2 separate regions of the Mus musculus genome follow, and region 2 is linked to region 1. Evidence: chromatin contacts called from public promoter capture Hi-C data. All regions are on one chromosome and are shown on one strand. Each heading gives the region's core, a stretch centred on a gene start, on an enhancer-like site or on the middle of the called end of the contact. The rest is flanking DNA. Distances are from core to core; before and after follow the strand shown. Region 1 holds the start of Sdcbp2 (syndecan binding protein (syntenin) 2). Region 2 holds the start of Rspo4 (R-spondin 4).

Region 1 (2,755 bases), core at 71-2,570:
TGGAACTCTGGGACTCCCACTTGTTCCTGTGGACAACTCATCTATCCTTCAGAAAACAGAAGCGTGGGTTAATGTGATGGAGTAATAGCTTCTGTAAGGCCAAATTAGCCCAGGGATCTGGTGAATCGGCAAGGAGGAGGCTGTTGCTAAGCCACAAGCATGTACCTCCTCCTTCCAGGGCTATACTGTGCCAGAGGGAACGGGACTCAGGAAATTCTGTTCTCCCAGTGAAGGTCCAGGGGAGGCAGAACAGAAGCCAGGCTTTAGAGAGGCTCAACCTACTGCTTGCCTCTGACTATGAGAGCAAAGAATGGACTAGGCTCCATGTCCGATATAGTTATTTTGTAACCATGTCCGATATAGTTATTTTGTAACTATAGTAAAATAACAGTTACTTTAAGCAGAGTTATCTAGGCATGAGAAGACTATTTAAATGGGTTACACATGGAGAACATTTAGCACAGTGCCTAGCACAAATAGGCAACTCCATAACTGTCTGCTCATCCCACCTAGGGCCACCTCCTAAGTCCAGGCACTGTTTTGGATGCCCACAGTAAGAAGTGAACACAATCATCACTCTTTGATGTAGGGACTTTGTAGTGAAGAGCTGGATTAAAAAGCCCCAAGACTTTGTGGGCTGTGTCAGGTGGTGGGAAGAACTGGGGAGGAGAATGAAGTGGGGTGGAGAGCAGAGGGTGGCAGTAGGATTAGGGAAGCCTTGCTGTGGAGGGGAGAGACATTTGTGTAAAAGCTTAAAGAATTGGGTGGGCAAGAACATTCCGGGGGGTCAGGCCCACTGCACAGACCCTGGGGTGAGCATGCCCCCAGTGTTCAGAGGACCCTGAGGGAGGAAACCAGAGAAGATGGGAGGGGCTCAGACCCTGGAGGGCTCATGGGGCTTGGTGAGAATTTTGACCCTTCTTGAGTGAGAGGGAGCCACAAGGAAAGTCTGAGCATCAGAGAGCCATAGCCTTCAGGGCCTTCTGGCCAATGGATGTAGGGTAGATTAGAGGTAAGTGTAGAAGATAGAACAGTGCAGAAAATCATACGTCCTCCAAACCCTGCCAGGGAGCAGAAAAAGGAAAGCTTTGTTCCCATTTCCTTCTAAGAGTGAAGCAAATTAAAAGGAATTTACCTACCTAGGAAGTCCTAGAAGACAGGACAAGGGAGGGAAAGAAATTGGTTGTGAGCAGGTCTTGTTTAGCTCCTCTATCCCAGCCGATACGGACTGTTCTTACCTGCTGGCTCCGCACGCTGTCCTCTTCTCCAGCCACTGCAGCCTCCTGGCATGTGCTGGTCGCCTGTGTCCCAGTTGGGTTCCTGCTCTGGGAAGGGTGGTGCCCGCCCCTTGTTCAGCTGACTCACCGTGGACTAGGATGGGCCCAGGTAAGCCTGTGTGGCTCGGTAAACAGAGCAGTCACCCACGAGTGGGTGGGGCTAAAGCGTACAGCTGATATGCGTAGATGCTGTAGAGATGGGTGCGAACTAGGGCTACTTGGCCCTATGAGGAAGTCAGCACGACTGTGGCGGCCTCACCCTGCCAATAGGCAGTTAACTGGAGAACAGTGAGAGAGATGTCCTGGGCCTTAAAAGATGGCCGCAGGTTGTAACCTAGTGTATTTCTTAGAAATCAATTGCAGTGCAGTCTCTGGATCCATCATGGTGTTTCTTTTAGTAAAACCAATCTAGAAATCCCAGATGCCTGACACTGGTTAAAGGAGTCACCAATCTATAGACGATGACACAATTATTAAATCATTTCAGGAAGGTGCCAAGGGGAAATATAACAATACTGAGACAGCGAATAATCACCATTGAGGTCATACCCTCTGGTTTTGTTTTCAGAAAAGTGTGTACTGCAGGAAGTCTAGAGAGCCCCACCCCCTTTCCGGCTCTCTTTCATTCTTTCTGAGATGCTAGGGACCGAGCCTTACACTCCTAAGCAAATGCTGCCTGACATCTCCAGGCCCTGGTGAGCTTTTCACTTTGTAGTTGTGTAGATTCCAATAATGGTAGCAAAGTGTGTGTGTGTGGGCACACACAGACACACACACACTGCCTTTGCCTGTGTGTATATGTAGAAGTCAGAGATTGACAGTCTTCCTCTATTCTCCTCCACCTTAGTTTTAAGACAGGGTCTCTCACTGAACCTAGTGCTCACCATTTAAGCTAGCCTGGCTGTTCAGCAAGCCCCTGGGATCCGCCTCAGCACCTGTAGTGCAAATGTACCTGCTGTTCACGACTTTCATGTGGGTGTGGAGAGGTCCTCATATATGCATAGCAAGCACATTACCCATCAAACCATCCCTCCAGCCTTACTTATGATTTTCCTAAGAAAGCAGTAAGTATTTTGGATTTTTTTTTTAAAAAATCTAATTGGAGCCGGGGGTGGTGGTGCATGCCTTTAATCCCAGCACTTGGGAGGCAGAGGCAGGTGGACTTCTGAGTTCGAGGCCAGCCTGGTCTACAGAGTGAGTTCCAGGACTGCCAGGGCTATACAGGAAAACCCTGTCTTGGAAGAAAAAAAAACAAAAAAAACAACCCCCCCCCCCAAAAAAAAATCTAATTGGAAATCTCCTAGGAAAATTAAGGAACTGTGTTGATAGGACAGAGTTTACTTTCTTTTTCTTTTCCTTTGTCCCTCTTTTTTTTTTCTTTTTTAAGACAGGCTCTCTGTATGTAGCCTTGGCTGTCTTAGACCAGGCTGGCTTTGAAGGCTTAGAGATCTGCCTGCCTTTGCCTCCCAAGTGCTAGG
Region 2 (3,022 bases), core at 408-2,907, 270 kb before region 1:
TTGGTGAAAAGATTGAAAACATCCTTTCAGAGTGGAGTATCTGGAGGACTAATGGAAAGGATCTCATACAGGTAAAACTGAAGTCTGAGGGTCTTCCCTGAGGTCACTCAGATAAAACCTTCAAGGAGGGCCACAGATCCAGCTAGGCTGGCTCCAGTACCTGGGCTCTGGACAGCGGGGTGAAGGCCATTCACAAGCTTTCACCTTCAGGACCCCCAAGTCCCTGCAGCCTACCCGAGGTCCACCTACACCTCTATCCTCTCTGCTCTTTGTCCAACTCCCTTAACAGTTTCCCTAGGCCACGGCCTGATATTCCACCCCATACCTACTTCCCCACTGCCCCTGTGTTCCCTGCTTCCTTATAGGAGCTGCAACATCTGCGAAAGGCTTTCCACGCAGATGGACTAGAAGTCCCTATGGGTAAGGCCACTCTCACACACCCTACCATTCAGTATTCCCAGACTCAGGCTCTCAGTCAGAGAGCAAATCAGAGCTCCCACCTGCCCGTTGGACTGCTCAACAAAGCAACCTGCATGAATGTCTGGTTCCTGCTCTATAGAGTGAGATAGCCACTGTCATTAGGGCATCATAGGGGACCTAGGAAACAGTGTGTGTCTCACTCTTGGCATGGCAGCCAGCCTTTGGTAGTTGATGCACAGACAGGCATCCAGAGTCCTGGGGCCTTCCCTGTTCAGACACAGGGCTTGCTGGTCCTCTTGCCCTCCCAACACCAGCTCAGGTTCTGTCAACTCCAGCTCTGCAAGGGCAGTCTCACCTCACCTCCAAAATACATCTGACTGTGGCACTGAGGAACTGTGGCACAGACCCCAATGTTCACAGGGCCCAGGCGCGATTAGAGTCTCAGGTTCAAGTTTCCTTAGTGGCTCCAGGAGGTCCCAAGGAAAAATATCCTAAGATTCTGAGAGAGGACAAACTTCTTCCAGGTCATCCCCAGAAGACTTCAACTTGAACACAGGTCTCAGTCATGCTGATACCACTAGAGAGGCTTACCCAGATTAATTCTGGGAGTGTGGGGGTTGTGACAGCAGGGGTCAGGAGCAGTGATAGAACCCCCGAACCCCACATGAGCCCTGGAGTCACTGATCTTCATCCTGGCCCAGCGTGGATGCCTGGGCTGGCTTCTAAGTCACTAGCCCTGTCTTCTAGTTCATTGTTTCCAAGGGTGGTTCCTTGGGTTTTTGGTGTCTGTGGAGTTACCCTTGGGACACTGCTGGGAGGCTGGGGCCAGTGAGCCCGACCTCTAGTTCCCTCCCAGTAGTGCTTCCTAGGTCCAGGTTGTCGACAACTCCCCGTTCCGACCCTGAGTCAACAGTCCAGGCATCAGGCACCAGACAAATACCCATATCCGCTGGGCTACCACGAGTCTGTCTTGTAGTGCCTACCCCACCACCAGCCCGGCCACATCTGTACCTTGCTTCTTCCTTCGGTACAGGGCGAGCATGTCCACTGCGTGGGCGAGGAGCAGCAGCAGGCAGAGTGGAGCCCGCATCTGGGCAGCCTGGTGCTCCTGGCTCCCCGACGGCCCGGCAGCCTCTGTGCGGGGGACAGCCTGTGGCGCGCGTTGAGCATCCGCGGGTCGCTGGTCGCTACGGCCACCAGGGACCCGCCGGTGCGCCCAGGGCGCGGTGGGTCGAGTGAGGGCGTCAGCGCGGCCGCGCGGCCGGGGCGGGGAGGAGTCGGCGGCTGGGCGGCGCTTAACCCTCGGGGGGCCCTTGCGGGCGCAGCCCCACGCCCCTCGCACGTGCACAGGCCGGCTCTAGGTACACAAGCGCACACGCCGCACTGCACACTCACCCGGACAGACCCTCCCTCTGCCACTCTGGTCTTCCTCTTCCTCCTGTCCCCAGGACCGTCCTGGCTTGTTTTTCTGTTTATTCCCTGACTGCCTCACCTCCAACACAGGACTCTTGCCAAGCGCATGGGCCTCTCTGGCTCACTGTTCCGACCTGGCTAGCTTGGGTTCTGTGGTGTCTTGCCCTTTCCATATCTCCTCTGGGGTTGGGGGACGAGGGTAGGCGGAGTGGGGGAGGGGGGAGTGTGAGCAGGCTGCTGCTCCACTCTGTTGCTTTTTCTTTCTAGTTATCCCAAACACTTTCTGGTTGTAGCCTCTGAGCCTTTCCTGCTGCAGCCTTGGGGAGACCCTACTCTTTGACCCAGTGTCCAACACCGCATACTTTGCTTACCAAAGGACCTAGGACCCAGGGTATATTTCTTCCAGCCTTATCTCCAGGATTGGGTTGTTTTTTAACCTTTTCAGTGCCAAATTGCTCTTCCAATAAAACAATATTCTCCTGCCTCCTGTTACCCTGTGAACCAAGCCCATTCGCAGTGAAGCTGCCACAGAGAATGTTTGAGAGCCACGAACTTGACTTTCTGCTAAATACATGCATAAAAGCTTTAGAATAACGAACTTTCTCTTTTGACTAATTGTTCATTCGAAGGGGGAAGGGATTCGCAGAGAGACCAAGTAGTTTGCCCAAAACTGCACAGCAGCTCTATAGCCTTTCAGACGCGTCTCAGCTCAGCACACAGTCTCATCACCGAAGGGTGGAAGAGAGCCTTGGAGACCCAAAGGACCGTCTCGCTTCCTGTTTGCTACAAGTGTGACTTGTAGATAGAGAGAGGTCCTGAAGCTGCGGTCCTGCCCACTTATTCCTACACCACCAGCCCACCAGCACACACCTACCTCTGACCAGCCAGGTTCCGATGTCCTTGCTGTCTGTCTTCTCCCTTTCAGCCCAAGTCTCCACCTTCTCACAGTAGTTTGCAAGCTTTTCAAGCCTCTTATATGTGGTGTTTCTTTGTTGTTTGTTTGTTTGTGTTTGGTTTTGTGAGACACTGTTCTTGTGTATCCCAGGAACTCATTATGTAGATAAGGATGACCTTGAACTCCTGATCGTCTTCCCTCCATCTCCCAGGTGCTACTGAACAGGTCTGTAATACCACTTCTAGCTCCCTCTTACATCCTGAGCATCTTTTGTCTTGGCCTCTCCATGGATTG

What was found. Promoter capture Hi-C pulls out the DNA fragments that hold promoters and counts their contacts.
Region 2: a promoter capture Hi-C map of embryonic stem cells shows a contact between it and region 1. The contact joins the promoter of Rspo4 here to the promoter of Sdcbp2 in region 1. A contact is called at or near these places in 21 of 39 promoter capture datasets (the 3T3-L1 cell line, 3T3-L1-derived adipocytes, the HPC-7 cell line and 13 more), 4 of 484 Hi-C or Micro-C datasets (embryonic stem cells and nephron progenitors) and 1 of 115 datasets of contacts at active chromatin or transcription factors (embryonic stem cells).

The regions. Positions count from the first base shown.
Region 1 is chr2:151,571,188-151,573,942 of GRCm38.p6, reverse strand. Sdcbp2 (syndecan binding protein (syntenin) 2) reads right to left here and starts at 1,320. Exons shown (of 9, transcript NM_145535.2): 1 at 1,239-1,320. Gm39959 (a long non-coding RNA gene) reads left to right here and starts at 1,918. Exons shown (of 3, transcript XR_866853.2): 1 at 1,918-1,972.
Region 2 is chr2:151,841,562-151,844,583 of GRCm38.p6, reverse strand. It overlaps Rspo4 (R-spondin 4), which reads right to left and starts at 1,657. Exons shown (of 5, transcript NM_001040689.1): 1 at 1,432-1,657. The coding sequence starts at 1,510.